Linked DNA regions of Pan troglodytes: region 1 is linked to region 2. The links are chromatin contacts, called in public HiChIP or PLAC-seq maps. All regions are on one chromosome and are shown on one strand. The core of a region is the stretch at or near the end of the contact, and the rest is flanking DNA. Distances in the headings are between cores, read along the strand shown. Region 1 holds the start of SMYD2 (SET and MYND domain containing 2). Region 2 holds the start of CENPF (centromere protein F).

The links. HiChIP or PLAC-seq counts read pairs in DNA pulled down with a chosen protein or histone mark.
Region 1: a contact with region 2 is called in an H3K4me3 HiChIP or PLAC-seq map of stem cell-derived excitatory neurons, with 2.1 times the contacts expected there. The contact joins the promoter of SMYD2 here to the promoter of CENPF in region 2. A contact is called at or near these places in 1 of 7 Hi-C or Micro-C datasets (induced pluripotent stem cells) and 1 of 1 datasets of contacts at active chromatin or transcription factors (stem cell-derived excitatory neurons).

What each region holds. Positions count from the first base shown.
Region 1 is chr1:34,823,574-34,827,971 of NHGRI_mPanTro3-v2.0_pri, forward strand. SMYD2 (SET and MYND domain containing 2) reads right to left here and starts at 1,974. Exons shown (of 12, transcript XM_003308746.7): 1 at 1,626-1,974. The coding sequence starts at 1,798.
Region 2 is chr1:34,502,382-34,506,331 of NHGRI_mPanTro3-v2.0_pri, forward strand. CENPF (centromere protein F) reads right to left here and starts at 1,642. Exons shown (of 19, transcript XM_054658796.2): 1 at 1,454-1,642. It overlaps LOC107970166 (a long non-coding RNA gene), which reads left to right and starts at 1,313. Exons shown (of 2, transcript XR_008537270.2): 1 at 1,313-1,933.

The sequences.
Region 1 (4,398 bases), core at 724-3,223, 320 kb after region 2:
AAAGTAATCACCTACTATGTGCCTGGCATCCATGGTCTTAGGCGATGGCTTCCAGGAATTGCCAGGATCCCTGATGGAGGCTCCTTCTGTGCTGCCTGACCTGCTTTGCTCCTGCCACTGCAGACACCCACGCTGCTGCAGACTCCGAGCCACAGCAAGGCTCAGAAGATCAAGGGACCAGTCACAGCAGCCTTTTTAACTTTGGGAAAACCCAATGCTCACTTCACTCAAACGTTGCAAAGTGGTGCCATGACCCTTTAGCTCTTGGCTCACCAATTCAAAGAGCCACATCACATACAGCCCTTAAGCTGCCCACGGCATGATTCCGTGTCTAGTTCCTTTCCAGGTCCCCCCAAGCGGAAGACAGTTCTGGCAGGGAGTCTGGGCAAGATTACTACAATATTTAGCCTTTGTCCCTTCTTTTGCTACGTCTTATTGTAGAATGAGGCACACAGGTCTGAGAGATTGAGTATGCTGGACTTGAGACCTGTACTCAAAAGGTCCCTGCAGGACCGCAGGTCAGCTTAATCTAGGCCAGGAATCTCCATTTCAAAGATGAAGAAACTGAGGTTCAAAGAAAGCAAATCATGGTCTCTACTCAGAGTACTGGAAGGCCTGATATAAACTTAATCCCAATGTCATGCCTCCTGCCTTAGTAAATTTACTGAGCACCTAACCAGTGAGAAATAGGCAGAAGTGAATAAGGCCAGATTTCACTCCCTTCACTACTGGTGTGAATGGATAAAGGTAACTCCACTTTCTCTCTGGGCTTTAGTTTTCTCATCCATTAAGTGAAAGACAAGACTGAATTGGTGATTTCTAATGTGCCTTTAAGCTCTGAAACTCTCATAAGAGTTGAGGATATAATTATGTGTTGGTGTGTGCAAATGTATATGCATCATATATACAAACACAGACACATATATACATATGGTATCTTACAATTAAATACCATTAGCAACCACACATCTTGCCCAATCCCTTCCTGCGACCATGTTTTCCTAATCCCAAACCGAAACTGGACACTGCAACTCATCGTCGCAGCTCCTCAGAATCCAGGGGGTGTGGTCAGTGCCCACTGGCGTCCCTCCAAACACCCATGTAAGCGTACTTTAACATGTAAGCGTACTTTACAAGACATATACTAAGTCATTAAATTCCTTGGAAGAAACGGCCAATCTGAGGCAGGGCTGGACTGTGGGTAACAGAACACACCGCAGGAAGCATAAGTTAAAGGTGACAGCCCGTGGCTGCCCAAATTTGGGGCTCCGCTGCCAATGCACCAGGAGGGCAGTGAGTGCCCAGGCTTGGAACAAGCCTGGCTCGGAGCCCACATTTGAGGGCAGGAACCTGCACTCCCGGGTTTGCGCATCCAGCGTGAGCAACTCTGAAAACGTGCAGTGCAGGGCGTGCAGCGCGGCACCGGTCCTGTTTCCTCTCGCACGTGGCGCCTGGCGTGGGGCTGCAGCGCGGGGCCTCCTCCCCTCCCCGCCCCCCACCCCGCCCCAAGGGCCGGCGCTAGGACCCCGCGAGCCGCACGCACTTCCTGGCGCCGCGGTCTAAGCCTCCCGCTCGGCGCCCCCGGCTCCCGCCCGCCGCCGCCGCCGCCGCCGCCGCCGCCCTACCTGGTGAAGCAGTACTCGCAGTGGTTGCCCCGCTCGTTGACCGTGAGCACGTAGGCATAGGCCGGGCAGGAGAACAGCAAGTCCCCCACCTGGAAGGGCTGCAGAGCCCGCAGCCCCCGGCCTTTGCCCGGGCTGCAGAAGCGCTCCAGGCCGCCGAGGCCCTCGGCCCTCATGGTGGCGGCGGGGCGCGGCCGCCGGCTGTGCCCGAGCTGCGGCTCCCGGCGAGCTGTTATTGGAGACGCGTCACCCAGAGCTGCGGGGGGCGGGGTGGGAGCCGCCCGGCGGACGCGGCGGCGGCTCCCCGCTCCCCGGAAGGGACGGCGGCCCCGCCCGGGCCTCGCGCGCCCCCGCGGGGAGGGGGACGGGCCCGGCGGCCCCGCCTAGCGCCGGGACCCTCGGCGGCCGCTCCGGGCCGTTTCCGGTGTGGCCGCGACAAAGAGCCGCAGCCCCTGTGGCTTCTGCGAGGAGGCGTGAGGCGTGTGCGCCTCCGCGGCGTCTCCACGGAGCGAGCGGGACGCGCCCTCCTCCTCGGTGGGAGGGAGGGGGGTCACCTGCGGGGAGCAGGTATCCGAGGGCCACCGCTAGACAGTCAGCCTGGCCCGAAGGATGACCAGCCCCCGGTAAATAGAAGGGGGCGAAGCCAGCTCCGAAACCTTACGTTCGCTGTCCCTTGTAAAGACCCTAGAGGCAGTGATCGGGGAACGCCAAGGAGAAAGCGGCAGAGGGGAAACCACAGTAGAGAAGTTTGGTGTGCAGAGGGTTGAAGTGTGCTTTTCCAAGGTTAGAGGTTTTTAAACCTTGTGGCTTTAATGGGAACGTAGTTTGCCCTCTGCTCCTGTAGTGGAATTACATGGACGGAAGAGGAAATGCATTGGCTGGCCCAGCTCACCGAGTCTCTGAGGCATGCTGCGAACGATGCAGAGGAAGCCAGAGAGAACCTTGCCTTCAAGGAATTTAGGCTGTTGGGGGATAATGCGATGCTGTGGCCAGTGTCCAGGACACTGCGCTAGAGTTTGCAGTAGTTTTAATATGCTTGACCACCCACGAACTGTGATCTTAGAAAAATCACTTGGGTTAGGAGTCAAAGGATTTAAAGCCCACAAAGCCTGAAATGTAAATCCTATACACATGCACGCTATTACTTTTCATATGAGAAAGGAAAATATAATCCGTGTTCCACATGGTTATGTAAAGACTGGAATTGATGTACATGCAGTAAAGACTAAAATTGTGACGAGATCATTTAGCAGAAACCACTACTTCAAACTAGGACCTCAAACAGTTAACCTGTGTAAGTTCAGGACTGGTTGAGCAAAGGGAAAGGATTAATATGATTGGAGATGTAAAATCAGTGGAATTTTTGGCATTTCAGTAAAATGTCTTTATCAGCTGGGTGTGGTGGCTCAGCCCTGTAATCCCAACACTGTGGGAGGCCAAGGTGGGAGGATCATTTGAGCCCAGGAATTGGAGAGTTGGAGACCAGCTTGGGCAACATAAGACCCCGTCTCTATGGGAAATTAACCACCTCTCAAGTGGTGCTGAGGTGGGAGGATAGCTTGAGCCTGGGAAGTCAAGGTTGCAGTGAGCTGTGGTGACTCCATTATACTCCAGCCTGGGTGACAGAGCAGGACCTTGTCTCAAAAGAAAACAAAAAAGCCCTTATTAGTGGCAAACTAAATAAGCCTCTAACCCGTCTTCAAGTAAAGGAAGTTATGATAGTATTTTCATTTATGCATTTTAAGAAACTTCGACTGACTATGGCCAGCAACTGGGATAGAAAGATGGACATCAGCCGGCTGTGGTGGCTCATGCCTGTAATCCCAGCACTTTGGGAGGCCGAGGTAGGCGGATCACCTGAGGTCGAGAGTTCAAGACCAGCCTGACCAACATGGAGAAACCTCATCTCTACTAAAAATACAAAATTAGCTAGGTGTGGTGGTGCATGCCTGTAATCCCAGCTACTCGGGAGGCTGAGGCAGGAGAATCGCTTGAACCTGGGAGGTGGAGGTTGCTGTGAGCCAAAATCGCACCATTGCACTCCAGCCTGGGCAAGAAAAGCGAAACTCTGTCTCAAAAAAAAAAAAAAAAAAAAGGACAAAATGTAGTCCTAGGTCCCTGCATTTGGCACTTTCAAGTTTGATAATACTCACCATTAGTTATTGAGTATTGTTGACCAGGTGCTCCATCATTAAACACATTATCTGGTTTATCTTTACAACAGGCTAATGAGTTAGGTATTATGCCCCTCATTGCCAAAATTAGAAAGGAAACTAAGACCCAGAAGGAATGATTTTCAAGGCCACACAATAAATTGCAGAATTTGGTTTCCAAGTCAGTCTGAATTCAAGGTCCATGTTCCTAACCACAGTGTTTTGCTGCAAACAAACACAGTTCACTGGGATAAGTGCAGTTGTGGTGGCTTGTACAAAATGTTTTGTGGTAGTACAGGCAGGGAGTGACAGATTTAGCCTGCTAAACAGTCAAGACAGGCATCACATTCAAGTAACATTAGAGCTGAGCCTGAAGGATGGACAGGATTTTGCAAGTGGAGGTGGGGAGAAGAGTTTTCTGGGCAGAGAGAACTGCATACAAAGACAGAAGACCCTGAAAGCACAGAGCTTGTAGTTGGGGGCCCCTGAGCATCTGGAAGAGAGGACAGGAAATGAGGCAGGAACAGCTGAAGAGCATCTTCTCCAGAGGTGAGTTCTGCCCCAGAGGCCATGGGAGAGCCAGTTAAAGCGTTTAAGTGAGGGGTGGCACATTGAGTCCAGTG
Region 2 (3,950 bases), core at 392-2,891:
TCACATGCCTCTCAACCAACAAAGGACAACTGACCCTGTCTCAATATCCTCCATTCCAATCTAGTTTGTCAGGAGTCAGAGAACTGTACCCAGAGACACACAACTGTAATTGCCCTAAACAATTCAGCCAGCCACTGAAATCATTACATCAAGATGCTATAGCCAACAGAATATAAAAAGGAGCAATTTAGAAAGATGATTAGAAAATGAGGGGAATAAACATAAAGAAGACTGGCAAGCTGAGTGCTTTTCCATTCCAAAGTCTAAGATAGAGAACAATATAGATGTAGACCAAGCTAACTGTGATTAGAGCAGATTTTGGCCCATTAAGGGATCAGCTATCAGCCACCTGTATTGGGCCATTGGGGCAAAAGAACAAAAAAATAAACCTCAGAAGTTTACTTTTGAGGAACAGGGAATCGAGGTGGGGAGTGAAGAAAAGCCCTGGATGAAGGTTCCTGCATGGAGGACTTGCAGGACTATTGTCCTTTCCAGAAAATGCTGTATCTTTATCTCTTAAATACGTGGAGGGCACTCTTCATGCCCGAACTACCCAGTCCCTTAGTCCCCACGGAAGCTCTTGTGTGACCTCCTCCTGCCCCACCTTCACCACTGCTTTCCCGTTGTCAGAATTCCCCACCTCCTCCAAAAAGCCAGAGTCCCCGTGCACTGTACCAAGGCTGGGTCTGAGAATGATAACCCTGCCTTCTCCTCTAGATCAGGCTCAAGGACACGACCATGCCTTTTATTTCTGGGTCCTCATTACACAGCCGAGCCGGGCACACAGGCGCGTTCAAATAAATGTGGAAGGGAGGACCGGGCGTAGTGGCTCATGCTTGTAATCCTGGCACTTACAGAGGCCAAGGCGGGAGGATCCCTTGAGCCCAGGGGTTCCAGAACAGCCTAGGCAATATAGGGAGGCCTAACTCCATTGAAAAAAAAAAAAAAAAAAGTGGACGGGAGGAAGAAGAGAGGGGAAAGAGAAATGCTCGCGTAACTAACCATAGGCACCCCACGTCGCCAACCAGATCAAAACTCAAGCTTACATCTACTCAATAAAACAAAGGACCAGGGCCCGAATTTCAATAAGGTTGGTTACGGGACTGGGAAGGCGGCTTGGAAATACCTAGTCATCTCCAAATCTTTTACGGAGGAAGAAAATGATCCCCTAAAGTGTGAGTCCGTGACCGAGTAGGGTCTGGGACACTAATCCGAGACCAGTTTGAACCCGAGCAGAGGGGCGCCGACACCCCTACGAAACACATCCCGGGGCGGATTCTCCAGTTCCGTCGGGTGGGAGGGGGCGGTCCCCGGCACCTACAGGGCCGGGAGAGTGATCCCAGAGGCCTCCCCGCCCAGTACCCGCCGGCAAAAAGCCAGCGGCACCCCCACGCCGCCCGCCGCCTACCGCCCGCCGCCAGGACCAGGATCCGGACCCAGTCAGGACGCTCACCTTGCTCTCGGGGACGGGAAAACAACCTCTCGGAGAGTACAGTTCTGGCGCGGCTTCCGCGGGCTGGAGCCCAGAGTCTAATTCAAACTGCCCGCAGCGGCCACCGGTGCCCAATTCGCCCGCTTCTGGTCTCAACCAAACTTACCTCCACGCCTATTGGTCACTCTAAGTAGCGGCGGACCAATCTGCGCCTGCGCACTCAGACTGCCGCCTCTGATTGGCCCTTTCGGATGGATTTTAAAAACAAGCCCTCTACTGGAGGTGCCTGTGCCAGAGTTACTGTTCTTTTTTGTTGTTGCGGGGAGACGGAGACCACGTGCTTTTGCTAATGCTAGACGCGGTTTTGGACCGCTATTTCCGCAAAAGTCAGGGAATGCGCCCGCTGATTAGGAAGGCGTGGTCTATCGCCTACAGCCAGGGGAACTGTGCTGCCTGGTGAAACCTCTTTTAAACTGCACGTACCAATCTACTTAATTAAACGTAAGTTTAGGACATAGATACTAGGTGCTGTGTTTGTCATGCATTCTTTATCCGGTGTCGTTCTTAACAATTCTTTGAGGAAAGTATTATCCTCATTTTATTAAAAAGTTAACAGGCTCATAGAAGCTAAGTACAGTAATTTGAAATTGAATCTACGCAATGCAGGATGTCGCTCTTAAATGCTGTCCTTTATGGATCATATTTCTAAGACGTGATTCTGAACACTTATTTTCCAGGATTAAGGCGTGGGGGGAGGACACTGCATCAGAATTTAAAATTCAGAAGAATCCTCAAAACGGGGTGTAATGCTTTTCGTGAAGCCCACTAGTTTTCTATGTATGTTATATACTCGTTTCATTTCCCTGTTAAACTATAAATAAGCTTCTAAAGGCAGAAGCAAAACAATTAATTGTTAAAGTAATAGATCTCTAATGCTGTTGTCTGCCTCAATAGGTACCAAACTTTCCAGCCCCCTGACTTTACCTTTCATTAGACTGTTCCTGCAGTACCCAATTCAAGTGTCACTTTTTTAATAAAACCTCACTAATCCCACTCACTCCTTAGAGATAATTATTTCCTAGACCTTTCCTAGAACTTGCAAACTTCATGTTTAGGATTTTCGCTGTGTCTTGTCTTGTATTTATGTCTACGTCTGACTCCCCCATCAGACTCAAAAATTCCTTTACAGTAAAATCTGTTTTAATTCATTTTTGCATCCCTAGTAACTTTGCACGTAGTAATTTAAAATCCAGATCATCTTGGGAGATAAAACTGCTATTTGGGGAAAGGCCTTGTTCTTACTATCTTCTACCTTCGAATCCCCAAAGGGAGGGGAGAGAGCAGGTAGGGGAGGAAAACTTTTGTCAGACATTGCCATGATCAGTCTAGTGTCTGGTAGTTTCAGAATTTGAACCAAATTGTGTCTGGCTTCAACACGAATTACAATTCCATTGCTTCCCAGAGTAATTATTCAACTATGTATAGGCTGCTTAAGGAAAAATAAACAGCTAGAAAGACCCATAATAGAGGATTTTTTTAAGGTTTGAATAAGAAATTTGCATTTACTATTCATTCATTCGTTCTTCAGCAGATATCTATTGAGTGGCCACTGTATAGTCAAGCCTTGTGCTTCGTTTTTCTACAATGAACAATAAAGAAATACATTCATTTCTTGAACAAGGGAAATAGGATGGATACCATTCTAGTAACTCCTGTGATATTTCTCTGACTTTAATTTTATGCTTCCCTTCCCCTCCTTTTATTTTTCCCCCGGTTGGTTTGTTTGTTTTATAGGGGGAGGATCCCGTCCAACCAAAGACAGATGTTCTCTAAGCGTCCATTTTTCGCTCTCTGCTCTTCTCTTTTTAAGTCCCTTCCCTCAGTTAGCCAGCCTACTCTCTCTGGATTGTTCATCCACTACCTCGATATTCTGCTTGTGGACCAGTGTCTTTGAGTCTTCCCATCTTTTCTACAGATTAGACTGCAGGTTCATCACTGAAATCACTCTTTTGCCAGTGTCCTCAACTCCCTTGCCTCTTGTTCTATCTCCCAAACTTGTATGTGTGCAAATGTCCATATCATCCCTTGGTGCACTATTGCTGCAGAATGGGGCTGGAAAAAAATCCCAGCACTGTGCAAATACTTTAAATGTAGGACGTCTAACTGGGCCTCAATGCTGCTCCACAGCCCTTTCTCCCAGTTTCAGGATTTCTCTAATCTCCTGCAACAACCGTCTCCATTCTTACTCTCAGAAGATGACTTTATTTTCTAGTTCACAGAAAACATAAGATTTCTGACAGGAACACCTTCAACTTTCTGAGGCCCAAATCTACAAATGTGTGAAAATCTATACCCATTCTTACCTCCTTTCTTCCTGTTACAACCATGGGAAATGTCTTTCTGACTACTCCTAAAACTGAACAATCATACTGTGTTTTGAGGCAACTTGCTTCTCAGGAACTTCACTCTCCCAGTTATGCACTTGTAAACAAGAATCTTTAACTGCTTCTACCTTCCT